Linked DNA regions of Canis lupus: region 1 is linked to region 2. The links are chromatin contacts, called in public Hi-C maps. All regions are on one chromosome and are shown on one strand. The core of a region is the stretch at or near the end of the contact, and the rest is flanking DNA. Distances in the headings are between cores, read along the strand shown. Region 1 holds the start of USP1 (ubiquitin carboxyl-terminal hydrolase 1). Region 2 holds the start of ATG4C (cysteine protease ATG4C).

Region 1 (6,846 bases), core at 1,213-3,712, 310 kb before region 2:
ACCCCCCCAGCTCCAAACTTGCTATCTGTTGGCTCAACTTCTCTGTATGCAAATTAGGCATCTTAGTTTTAGTAAGAATATGGTCCATCACGACATACCCATTTTTCCCCATTTCAGCAAGGACCAACCATCCAGTTGTTTTGGGGAAAAAAGAATCCCTGTCATTTCTCTCTCTTTCTCTTTTTTATCTTTTATGCTTCAGAATACATCCAGAATCTAGCAGGTCTCAACATTTCCACTGCAGCCACCTTGTTCCAAGTCAAATAATTTATTCCGTGGGCATCTGGAATGGTCTCCTAACTAACCTTACTGCGTGCACGTTTGAAGGTCAACAGCCTATCCAACACGAGCAGCCACTTTACAAATTATGCAACTCCCCAGCTCAAAACCATCCAATGCCCTCCACCTCCTTACCCTGCTTAATCAGAGCCCTGCTGATCTCACTAATTTCATTTCCCAGAATCATTACATCTAGGCTCAATGTGCTCTAAGCACCCTAGCCTCCCTGCTTCTTTCCAGAACCCGGAGCATGTTATGCTTGAGGATTTTTTTTTTTTTTAATATTTTATTTGTTAGACACACACACACACACAGAGGCAGAGACACAGGCAGAGGGAGAAGCAGGCTCCATGCAGGGAGCCCGAGGCGGGACTCGATCCCAGGACCCCGAGGTCACGGCCTGAGCCAAAGGCAGATGCTCAACCGCTGAGCCACCCGGGCTGCCCCTGCTCGAGGACTTTAAACTTGCTGTTCCCTTTGCCTGAAACATCCTTCCCTGAGATTCCTGCAAGGCTCGCTATACTTGCATTCAGCTCTCCATTCAAGTGTCAACTCCAAGAGGTCTTTCCCGACTACTTCACCTAGAACGGCCCACGCCTTACCTCGTTCCTCTACCACTCAGTATTTCCTATCATTTTGGTTTACCGTTTGCCCCTCTCTAGAAGGTGAAGTTCCTACGGAGCAGGGAATGTATTTCCCTGGCGCCTTGAATACATGCATGCTTGGCACCAGAGCAGGAATCCTGCTGGATAGAATGCACCTGGACTGGACTTCTCCTGCCTAACTGCATCCCTGGCTCCGGGAGCTCGCCTCACTCAGGTAAGCACGCCAACCGAGGAAGCCAGCGGCAGGTAAGTGCTGCGCCGCGCCGCGCTGCGGCTGAACCCTAGGTGAGGGCTCGCGCGGAGACCCTTCCCAGCTGCCCGCGGCCAGAAGTGGGCCTTAACACGCTCGGGTTCTCGTCCTTGTCTGGCCGGGGAGGGAACGAGGTAGGCGGGAGAAGACGAGGCGGGCACGGGCTGCGGAAGGTGCCCCGGCGCTACGGCGCGCGCGTGCGGACTCGCGGCTACGCACGGCAGCGCTCGGGGCCGCCCGCCGGCCGTGGGGCGCGGGGCCGGGGCGGCGACTCCCCACCGAGAGCCCGGGCGCCCGGCGCCCAGCAAGCCCGGCAGCCATTTTCCGCAACTAGTCTCCCTAGTAACCCCGCCCGAGCGTGGACGCAAAAAACAAAAAAACAAAAAAAAAAAAAAAAAGAGGGGGGCGGGGCTCGTTGTGAGGGCCTCGCTCCGGAAGCCGCACCCTCGGGGAAGGCCCCCCGTCCAGGAGTCACGAAACGCGGGGCCAGATTTAACAGTCGGCGGCGAAAGCGCGCACTCGAACGCCAATGAGAGCGGAAGGAGGGGACCGCTCCTGAAGGCTACTCTGCATATCTGGCGATGATTGGCGGGGCTCTCCTGTCTTCTCCTTTGGTATTGGCTGGACTTCCTTGTTCCGCCCACCCAGGGGCTTTTGTGTAGGTACTTCTGATTGGCTCCTCCTGGGTGGTGGCGGGGGGGAAAGCCTGGCGTGGGGGGGGGCGCTTGCTCATCGCTGATTGGTGGATTTGAGCCCTTAGCGTCGTCTTCTCGAGGAAGGAGACCGTCCCATCTTCTCCCTGTCCCGTCTCCCGACCCGTACGCTTTTCCCCAACTCGCGCGCACGAATGGTTAAAAAAAAAAAAAAAAAAGGGTGTGAGGCTCGAGCCCGCCAGCCAGGCCTCCAGCACCTCGCGCGCGCCCTCAGCGAGGACCCGCGCGAGCTGCCCGTGACGCTGCCTGCGCTGTTTGAAACTGCAGAAGAACCCGTTAGGATCTTGGGGAAACTACCGTTCCAGCTGGTTCCGGGGCCCGTGCGTGCCGGGGGGGCGAGTGGCGGGCGCGAGGCGGCTCCTGCCTGTCGTGTCTCTGCAGCGCGGAGACTAGAACCGGCACTTTCGAAGGACGCCACCTCCAATCGCAGTGCTGGCGCGGGCGGAGGCTCAAACACGGGGGTCCTGAGAGTGAGGAAAACGCGCCAAGTTCCCCTCGGTGGTGGAGTGGGAAAGAGCCTAGCGGTTCCGGCGCTCGGCGAGCGGGGCTGCGTCCGTGGTGCTCGCCATCCCGGGGCGGGCGGGGGCGGGCGGGGGCGGGCGCCGCTCCCGGGATGTAGTTGGTGCCGGCGCCGGGCAGCACCGAGCGGCAGCCCGGGTTCCCGCCCCGAGAGCGGGTGGTCACCCCCCTGCGGGGAGGGCGATCCGGGCAGCTTCTCCCGGGTCGGGGGTGGGGGGCGCGGCGGGGGCGCGGGCAGGGTCTCACCTGTCGCACCCTCGCACATCCCGGCTGCGCTCGGGGCGTCACCGCCGCGGACCTCGCTGTGGGCCATGATCAGGTAAGAAGGGCCTGGGGAGGAGGGGCCGGTGCCCGGGCGCCGAGGCAGGTCCGGCCGGCTCCCGAGGGGGCTGCGGCGGGGGAGCCGCCAGCCGAGCCCTCCGGGCCCCGCTGTGCGTGTGCGCGTGTGCGCGTGTGCGTGTGCGTGTGCGGGGGGTGCCCTTCTGCCGCCGCAGGGCTGCGGGGAGGCAGGTGCGGGCTGCGCGTGAAATAGGCCAGCGCCGCGGGCGAGCGAGCCGGGAGCTGCGGCGGGGCTGTCGGGCGCCCACGGCCGCCGGGGAGAAGAGGCTCCCCCCACCCCTCTGGAGCCTTGTCCGGGGTCGGGGGCTGCTACATTTTACGCGTACTCACCTAATTTTTCCAGAAGTATTTCGAAGGCCACGTGTTTTCGACCTTTTGTCGAGGATGCTGTCCTTAATGGTTTTACTTTTACTTTTTTTTTTTTTTTTTTTTTTTTACCCCCTCTGGGAAATTGGAATGGAGACGTGTCGTCTTGGAAAGGGAAGCACTTAAAAACTAATGAGACTGAGTGTTGATGCTGTCATTGGTTCAGGAGTATTTAATACTCGATTTATTGTGTTTTCGGCGAAACTTGATTTAGACCTAAAGAAAACCAGGAGCAAGAAATGGTGTAGCGTGAGCCAGGGTAGCTGGTAAAAATGCGAGCCTGTCAGTGATAGTAAAGGTTAGTGATTTGAGGGAGCCAGCAGAGCTTATTGCTTAGGATTTGTCCGTTATTTCAGCTGCTGGGTCGTTTTTTTCTAGTACATACTCAAGTCCGGTTTGAGAATGCACTTTCCATCATTTGTTAAGAATTGGCTCCCAAGGAAGCCCTTTTACGAGAATCGTTAATACTGAGAGCTCCCTGACAACTTCGCGCAGGCTGGTCTGTCATTGGTGATCGCTTTCCATCAGTAGCACTAAGTGGCTAGAAGCTACGTTGAGCTGGAGAGGGAGGGGGGATGGGGAAGGGGGTCAACTTTCCAGTTGCTTCTAAAGGCTCAAAAATGTGGTTTCACTACTGAGTTCAGAGGCAGAGTGAAATGGTTGTTAGTAAAGACGGGGTTTGGGTGAATTTTGTTAGTTTATCTATTTACCCTACTACTGTGTATATTTGAAAGTCAGTGCTGAGCTTTTGTACTCCAGTAACTCCGGTCAGATCACTTTTCCCCCAGATGTCTTAATGGTAGTAATAGGATGGGTGTATAAAACTGCTATCACAAATACTGCTAGGAGTTTTTTCGATCAAAAGTTTTAACAGAGGAGAAAAGCTTGCAGAAGTCAAAATCCTGTTTTTCCTACTCAAAACAGTATTAGAAATTTGTAGTTTAAAAAAGTTTGAAAAATCAGTGGCGTGTCACGGTGTTTAGTGCATAACAACTTGGGATGCACAAAGTGCAGCAATTATTTACACTACTATCCAACTACATGTTTTATAACTTCTCACTCAACTTAAGTATAACTGAACACCAGATCTGTGCCTTTGCTTACATATGCAAGTTATACTTTAACTGGAATATAGTTGACACACGTTACATTAGTTTCAGGTGTACAACATAGTGACTTGAGCAAGCTGTACTTTAAAGAAGCTTTTTAGAGGCTTTACTTCATGTATTCACAAAAATAACTGGAAGAGGCCTTGGAAGGAAGACTCCTTCACTTGTAACACTCTTGGATTTCCCATTCACTCCTTTCTCTTTCTGACCTTGTATTTTAGAATTAGAGATAGTTGTTGCTCAGTCAATATTTTCTGAATAAGTTAAAATAAAGATTTTTTACTTAATGCTACTTTACTATAGGCGTACTAAAATGGGGATATTTTTGTGATGTGAACCTTAATCCAATAGACTAATAAAAGTTCAGTATCTGATATTTTTGTTGTTTAAGAAAGCTAAGAACAAATGGCAAGCCCTTTCTTTCATTTAAGCGATAAGCATTGAATGCCTGTTACTGGCCAAGCATTGGGTTTTCAAATGTGAAGTTCTGATTAGTTCCATTCCTTGGTAAATCTTCAAAATTAATGATTTTTATTGCTACAGCTGATAACTGAAAAGTAATGAAACCTTTCCCCTGCGATTAACAGATATGATTGATTACAACATCCTTGTATAAATTAATTCTTGTAAACTCCTTGGGATTTGAAGAGAAAATGCCTGGTGTCATACCTAGTGAAAGTAATGGGCTTTCAAGAGGTAGCCCGTCAAAGAAAAACAGACTTTCCTTGAAGTTTTTTCAGAAAAAGGAAACTAAGAGAGCCCTGGATTTCACGGATTCTCAAGAAAATGAAGAAAAGGCTTCTGAATATAGAGGATCTGAAATGTATGTATCTTGAGTATATTTCTGTATTTAAAAAATTCCATATCCATGAAGAAGTCGTGAACTTTGATATCTCCAGACATTCTGACCTGATAGTCTATGAAGGCAAGAAAAACACAGTAGTGAGACAAACCTATTAGCTAATTAGATTAACTAGGAAAAATATTTATTGGTTAAAATTATTTTTCAACTTAAATTTGTAGTGTAACATTCTATGTAGAGGGTAAAGAAATAACGTGATTTTGTGTGTGTGACTAAGAAGACTTGATAGTTTTTGAGCTGTTTAAACTTTATAGTCATACCTAATGGATAAATTATCAGACCTGCTGGTGTATAGTTGCTGATTATATTTAAGATAAACTTCAACATAAAAGCTTTAAAAGCAAAAAAAAAAAAAAAAAAAGCTTTAAAAGCAAATAAATCCTTTAGTGACTAAGATCTGAACAAAATGGAACACTTAAGCGACTACACTTCATAAACCCCCCTCTGCTCTGTACTTCAGTGATCAAGTTGTCCCTGCAGCACAGTCCTCACCTGTACACTGTGAGAAGAGAGAAAACTTACTACCCTTTGTGGGACTGAATAATCTCGGCAACACTTGTTACCTTAATAGTATACTTCAGGTAAATGGAGGATTTTTTTTTTTTTTTTTTTTGCTATTTAATAAAGCTTTAGTAGGCAAAGCATGATGTCACATTTAATATTCTGAGCATTTCAGATTACGTGGGAGTATTTTAATTGTCCATACTGTCTTTGCCTCTGATTGTAAATAAACTAGAATGGGCTAAAGTAATGATTCTAAGTTGCATGTTTACCAGCTTCCTTTTGGGTGAAAGTGATAAAATTGGGATAACAAAATTGAATTGACTTTGGTTAACTGGAAGATGCCAAACCCTTATCTTTTCTGCTTGATTCCTAGTGCCATGGTGGAATGGAATTTAAACCTCTGAACTCTGTTTAATGTACCCTTATAACCATTAAGTCTTAGCAATATGTACTCAGCCTCAGTGCTTTGCGGCTGGTGGGGGAAGACAGTGAGCTACTTATGATGAAATAGAAAACAACTTTTGATGTAGTATTAAATTAATGCACATTTGAAAGTGCTTTACAAAAAAACGTAGGTAGTGTTTTAATCATTTTAGGTATACTGTTTGCTCAGTAAACACTCAGACAACACTCTTTTTATAGGTATTATATTTTTGTCCTGGTTTTAAATCTGGAGTGAAGCACTTATTCAACATTATTTCAAGGAAGAAAGAAGCCCTAAAAGATGAAGCCAATCAAAAAGATAAGGTAAAAAATAAAAACACAATAGATAAAAAATAGAATTCACCTGCTTAGAAATGAAAAATAGATACACAGAGGATTTGGGAGGAGGATAGCAGAGTCTCTCTTAACAAACAGAATTGAATTTCTCAGTATCTTGTGTTTTCAGAAAGGCATTTTTCCCCCATTCTTGTAACAAGTTAGCTAACTAGTCACCTTTTATTTTTATTTTTATTTTTTTTACTAGTCACCTTTTAGTGCCTTCTCCTGCCTTCTAATTTACTGCTTACCACTAAACCTTGTCATTTATATATCACAGTCACAGTTGATCGTACCATCTGTTGTTTTCAAATACTTTTAAAATTTAAGTAAATCTAAAGAAACCTCCAACTTACATCATAAGAAAACCATTCTTTTCCAAATAGAAAGTAAACTAAAAAATTTTTAGTTTATTTGTATATCTCCATAAAATTAGTGTCATAATGAGATTAAATTTAGCAAAGCTAGTATTACCTAGTGAGACAAAGATAAGGGTGATGAATTTATTTAATGGTTTATGTGTTTCTTTTTTGACAGGGAA
Region 2 (6,654 bases), core at 2,122-4,621:
GGCCGCCCCTCAAGATAATATTCTTGACCAGGGATTCATGTTACACATTTACTTATTAAACAGAACTTTCATCTCTTCTTGGGTTCAGGAGGGAGATGGATAAAGAAGTATGCTTGGTAAAAGTTAAGGATTAAAAGTTTACTAACAAAAATCTGGAGCTGTATCACAATCTAATAGATTGGCTGGTATGGCTTCAGTATGTGCCTGGGATATGATGATATTTTAGAAAGGTCTTGATACTTAAGATAAATGTTGTTACATACACAGCAATAAATGCTCTTTCATGATTTTAGAGTGTAGCATTCTGATTAATGAAATATTCTGGTTTTAATATCGATTTTATTATAGAATCTGAATTACTAATGAAGAAAATGAAGCTTGAATGTTAAAAATGGCTTATATTAAAACTACAGGTATGAATAAGAAAGGAGTTTCAGGCCTTTTTTGGACATCACTCTGAACTCCCACAAACACTGATGGTGAGCAAGTTACTCTGAACAAAGTACTGTCTTACAATTGAGAGGGACAGAAAATATTTAAGATGTGGCTCCTGCCTCTTAGAAAGTATGTTAGCTTTTAGAGAGTTCCAGTTAACCAAATATGGGTCACCTGGGTGGTTCAGTTAGTTGGGCGTCTGCTTTGGGCTCAGGTCATGATCCCTGGGTCATTCTTTGAGCTCTCTGCTCAGCAGGAAGTCTGTCCCTCTCTTTGCCCCTCCCATCTGCTCTTGTTCTCGTTCTCTCTCTTTCAAATAAATAAATAAATAAAATCTTAAAGAAAAGCCCTAAATGAATAAGTGTTTATTAGTAGATGATGTTACATATATTTTACTTTCCATTTTCCATTCTGATTAAGCCCTCTTACGTTTTCATTTCCCTTTTCAATCTTTCCCAACTATCAAAACTATGTGTGCTTCAGAAATAGACTGTAGTGGCTAAACAAAGTGCTTTGTCCCTAGCAGCCTTAATCTGTATTTGTTGAACTGAAATGAATATCTTGTCCAGTTTTAACTTCATGTGCTTGGCAATTGGCTAAACTGGAAAGTCAAAGACACATTGAAAAATGAGGAGATGGGACGTCTGGATGGCTCAGCGGTTAAGCATCTGCCGTTGGCCCAGGGCGTGATCCTGGAGTCCAGGGATCCAGTCCCACATTAGGCTCCCTGCATGGAGCCTGCTTCTCCCTCTGCCTCTCTCTCTGTTTCTCTCATGAATAAATAAATAAAATCTTTAAAAAAAAATGAGGAGAGAATATTGCTAAATACTGCAGCTGCCAAGAATCTCCTTTCAAAACCTAAAGTCTGTTACATGAATTATGAACTCTTTAAACTCTCTTCCACGTTTGTTTACACAATTGATCATTGAAACTACTTTAGAATATGTGTGTCAATTATTTAGCATATTTTAAAAGCTTCCTTAATAACATCTTTAATAAGTGGATGCAATTATGTATTTATTTACTGCAAACAGTTATGAATAACAGATAACCTAATTATAGTTTATCATTACCTCTAATCATTCCAATGGAAAGATTTCTTTCCCTGCATTCATATTGTTTTGGTCCATGAGTATGGAAAGCAGCAGATTGTTTTCTGTGATCATAGATTTTAAATATTTACTTGCTAGTGCTGCATAATTTAGCACACTGTAGTTGGAAAGCAGTTTGTATGGTAGTGGATGCCATGGTGGTGTTACAGAATAGTTTCCCTCTGTGACTTCTACGTGAGGTTGTAAAAATGGAAAGTATTCTACTCCATTTTTCTAACCAATTAGAATCTGTTTAGCTGCAAATCCACAGATAACCAATGTTTATGGTATGCATCAATTTTATTTTGTATAATTACCATATAGTTTAAGAATTCAAGTATTGTTTCTTATATGCTATTAGTGCACAATATCAAAAATAAAACCTATCTATTCTCGGTAACCTAAATCCTTATGAAAGTAACAAAAAGGCATCTAGACCGCTGGTTTGATACATGCTATATCTGTCCTAAGAAATCGAAACAAGAAGCGAAGAAACAGTTATTTTGTTTGTTCCCTATCATAAATGTTACATTTATGATCTTGCTATATCTTTTGTGTGATTCGTTACTTGGTTGCCCTACCTCATAATAGAAAATAAGTAGCTCCAGTTATCTGTTTTTGTAAGAATAACCATGAAAATAATCCAAACCGTTAACACGTTAAAAAGGTGAAAAACATAAAAAAAATTTCATGTTGGGGACGCCTGGATGGCTCAGTGGTTAAGCTCTGCTTTCCGCCCAGGGTGTGATCCTGGAGTTCAGGAATCGAGTCCCATGTTGGGCTCCCTGCAAGGAGCCTGCTTCTCCCTCTGCCTGTGTCTCTGCCTCTCTCTCTCTTATGAATAAATAAAATCTTAACAATTTTTTTTCCATTTTGAACTTTAAACTCAGCATTCTGAAAGGTTTCTTTTCCCATGTGGGTGCACAGTCCTGCAGTACAGATTGTTAATTTTTTACTTCTAGCTCTTACTATAATTTCTTATGCAATTCAGGAGCATGTCTGTAGTCCCTTTTCCAATACAATCTTTCAGTACTGCAAAACGACCTAGAATTACACTTTTCAGTAATTTAGTATCAAAACCCGTATGAGTGTGGGTAAAAATTTCCATTTCATAAAAAGCCTTTACACCATCCTGTGTTTCAGCCCTTGAAAATAATCGTAATGTGGAAAGTGCACACATTCCTTAACATCTTTTTTTTTTTTTTAAGATTTTTTTCAATTATTCTTGAGAGACACAGAGAGAGGCAGTGACACAGGCAGAGGGAGAAGCAGGCTCCCCGCGGGGAGCCCCAAGTGGGACTCGATCTCCGGTCCTAGGATCACACCCTGAGCCAAAGGCAGATGCTCAATCACTGAGCCACCCAGACAGACATCCCACATTCCTTAATATCTTATATAAGTATTTACCTACAGTTTCAACTATAGCTTGGCTTAGAGAACCTTCACAACAGGATAGCAAGGAATATCTGTATTTTTATCGGTCTGCATTAGCCCAAGGAATTTAGCGACTCCTCCGAAATTACATCTCGGGTCTTGCGGGTGTCAGGAGGAGAGCGAAGACTGAGGGGCGCAGTGGATCCTGGGTCTTGTAGTTCAGGCGCTACCGGAGAGGGCGTTGCGTTGCGTGGCACGCTGGGAGTTGAAGTCCAATTGTCCAGCGGGACCTCAAAGCCGGCGTAGTGTGGATTATCTACCAGAGACACGAATTACTGACAAGATACGTTCCCTTGGCTCTATGCCTGCCATATTGGTAACCTAGGGCTTCAGGTGGCGAACGGGGGAGGGGGGGGGAGCGGGGAAGGCTGAAGTGGAGCGTGGCTCTGTTGGCGCTAATGTCGCTACGGCCAATCGGAAGGATTTAGTGCCCCGGAAGTGTCTGACTTACTGGGTTGGAAGGGGAGGCCTTTCCTCTAACTACGGCGGCCGGGGGAGCTCAGGTGCCTGTGGCTGCGGCGCCGAGGTCGGAGCGTCTGCGTGTGGACCGGCTGCTTTTGGGGCGGCTGCTGCTAGAGCTGGAGCCTTTCCCGGGTTGGTGTCTCCTGCACATTTTTTTTTTTTTCACGTCTCCAATTCTGTTTCGGTGAGGGGTGATTTGAGTGGAGCGGAGTCAGGAGAAGGTTGGGACTTAGTGTCTCTGGTCGCCAAAAGATCGGTTTTTTTGGGGGGGGGGGGTGAGGGGAACCCTGCCCTCTGTGGAGGTCCTGTGGCCAGCCGTTGAGGCTCAGGCTTTTGGCGCCTCCCTCAGCTACTTTCTAGTGTAATTTGTTTTCTGACCCCTCGCCCTTCCTGGGCTCCAGACCTAACCATAAACCTTCCTGTGGGCAGCTGTCCCCCTTGTGGCTTTGCTTGTAATCCAGAGACGACCTCTTGGCCCCTAAGCTGTCGCGTCGGTTTATAACCTTTTCCCCATTAAAAAAAGAAAAGAAGTGAAAAACAAGCATTAGATTCTCAAGATCTGCCTTCTCATTCCTAACAACCCTTTTTTCCTCCTTTTTGGCCTTCGTTACCGCTGCAGACCTTGACACACTGGCCCGAGTATCTTCACGCCTTTCCATCCAGTCGTTAAGGTCCACTCACTTGACTTGGTTCCCACTCGTCCCCAGCGCTTCCATCCACATCCACACCCACATCCACATGGTTGGAGGTTCGAATACATTCTTCTGATGACGGGTGAATCTGAGAGTCACTGGTCAACTCAGCATGCCTCTGCTTAGAGAGTTTGTATGTCTTAAGATTTCTTTGGCTTACGTTTTCCTTTTGTGTTATTTTCCCCACAGAGGTTTGCTGTTACCCTATAGTTAGGGGAGAATACTTTGTCCTGAGGGCTCTTTGTGTTGGAATTACTTAGGGGGGGATTTCCCCTCCCCATTCTTAGTCGGAACGTGTCCCCCCTGTGGAATTTGCAGTGATTTAGTGTCCGTTAATAGCAGATGGACACAAGGGAATGCCCTTTCCTTCTAGCTGGCTTGTGATTTGTTATGAGATTATGAGTCATTGAAAGTACCCAGAGGGATTGGAAAAGCCTTGAAAGGTAAAGTCTATGTATGTTCCAATTTACACATTAATAAATCTTTCCTGAACAAGGAAGGGTTTCTAATTGATACAATAATCTGATGCTGTATTGAATTATCAGCTCATTCTCCATAAATTTTGGTAACTGTTTAAAGGTAAAAAATAAAAAAAATAAAAAAAAAGGTAAAAAATACCCAAAATAAGGAATTGTATAATGTAGTAAAAAAAGTTTAAAAACCGTTTAACTAATGCTCTTTTTCTGTGAAAGGAAGGCAAGTATGTTGAAAAATTTTTTTGTTGTAATCGTTTTTGATACTGTTATATATATTTTGATAGATCTGGTAAAACAGCATTAGGTGCTGTTCATTTATGTTTCACAGACAGAAATTTTTGTACTTTCTGGCTTTATGGGGACTGTGTAACTCAAATGAGTCTGTAGCTTTTCTTCTATTCTGTTTATTGCACTGTGGAAACCCTAATAGTAACACTTACATTCCTCTTTTTTTTTTTTTTTTTTTTTAAGATTTTATTTATTCATAGAGATAGAGAGAGAGGCAGAGACACAGGCAGAGGGAGAAGCAGGCTCCATGCAGGGAACCCGATGTGGGACTCAATCCCGGGTCTCCAGGATAAAACCCCGGGCTTCAGGTGGTGCTAAACTGCTGCGCCACTGGGGCTGCCCGGCATTCCTCTTTAAGCAGTCAAATATAGTCTATACATGTCAGTAAATATAAAAATTACTTACCTATACCCTGTCAAATTGGAATTATTCCTAATTAATCAGAAATGGTTTCAGCCGTGACTATGATTTGGAGCTGAATATATATATTTCAGATGTAATTCACTCATAGAATCCGTTTTTTAAATTAATTTTTTATTTTTTTTATTTTTATTTTTTTAAATTTTTATTTATTTATGATAGTCACACAGAGAGAGAGAGAGAGAGGCAGAGACATAGGCAGAGGGAGAAGCAGGCTCCATGCACCGGGAGCCCGACGTGGGATTCGATCCAGGGTCTCCAGGATCGCGCCCTGGGCCAAAGGCAGGCGCTAAACCACTGCGCCACCCAGGGATCCCTAAATTAATTTTTTAAAATTTAAATTCAGTGAATTAACATATAATGTATTATTGGTTTCAGGGGTAGAATTCAGTGATTCCTTGGTCTTATATAACACCCAGTGCTCATTACATCAGGTGCCCTTCTTAATGTCCATTACCTGGTTACCCCATTCCCTTACCCCTCCCCCTCCTGTTTGTTTCCTATGATTAAAGAGTTTCGTATAGTTTGTCTCCCTCTCTGATTTCATCTTGTTTTATTTTCTCCTCTCTTCCCCTCTGATCCTCTGTTTTGTTTCTTAAATTCCACACAAGTGAGATCATATAATAGTCTTTCTCTAATTGACTTATTTTGCTTAGCATAATATCCTTTAGTTCCACTCATGTCATTGCAAATGGCAAGATTTCATTCTTTTTGATGGCCGAATAGTATTTATATATATATATATATATATATATATATATATATATATATACATTTTTATGTATTCACCTGTTGATGGACATTTGGGCTCTTTCCATAGTTTGGCTATTGTGGACATTGGTGCTATAACCATTAGGGTGCAGGTGCTCCTTCAGATCACTACATTTATATCTTTGGGGTAAATACCCAGTAGTGCAATTGCTGGGTCATTGGGTAGCTCTATTTTCATCTTTTTGAGGAACCTCCATACTGTTTTCCAGAGTAAAACCATCAACAGCTTGCATTCCCATCAACAGTGTAAGAGGATTTCCCTTTCTCTACATCCTCGCCAATGTTTGTCATTTCCTGACTTGTTAATTTTAGCCATTCTGACTGATATGAGGTGGTATCTCATTGGGTTTGATGTGTATTTTCCTGATGAAAAGTGACATGGAGCATTTTTTCATGTGCCTATTGTCCATGTGTAGGTCTTCTTTGGAGAAATATCTGTTCATGTCTTCTGCCCATTTCTTGATTGGATTATTTGTTCTTTGGTTGTTGAGTTTGATAAGTTCTTTATAGGTTTTGGGTATTAGCTCTTTATCTGATATGTCATTTGCAGATATCTTCTCCCATTCTGTTGGTTGTCTTTTGGTT

Evidence for each region. Hi-C and Micro-C count contacts between places; a contact is called where the count stands out from the background.
Region 1: a Hi-C map of blood shows a contact between it and region 2, with 2.5 times the contacts expected there. The contact joins the promoter of USP1 here to the promoter of ATG4C in region 2.

What each region holds. Positions count from the first base shown.
Region 1 is chr5:48,009,615-48,016,460 of UU_Cfam_GSD_1.0, reverse strand. USP1 (ubiquitin carboxyl-terminal hydrolase 1) reads left to right here and starts at 2,462. Exons shown (of 10, transcript XM_038537319.1): 1 at 2,462-2,685; 2 at 4,768-5,003; 3 at 5,503-5,623; 4 at 6,189-6,293; 5 at 6,843-6,846. The coding sequence starts at 4,834.
Region 2 is chr5:47,703,904-47,710,557 of UU_Cfam_GSD_1.0, reverse strand. It overlaps ATG4C (cysteine protease ATG4C), which reads left to right and starts at 3,371. Exons shown (of 10, transcript XM_038537325.1): 1 at 3,371-3,554. It overlaps LOC111095936 (a long non-coding RNA gene), which reads right to left and starts at 4,405. Exons shown (of 3, transcript XR_005359682.1): 1 at 4,044-4,405; 2 at 3,412-3,925; 3 at 2,888-3,216.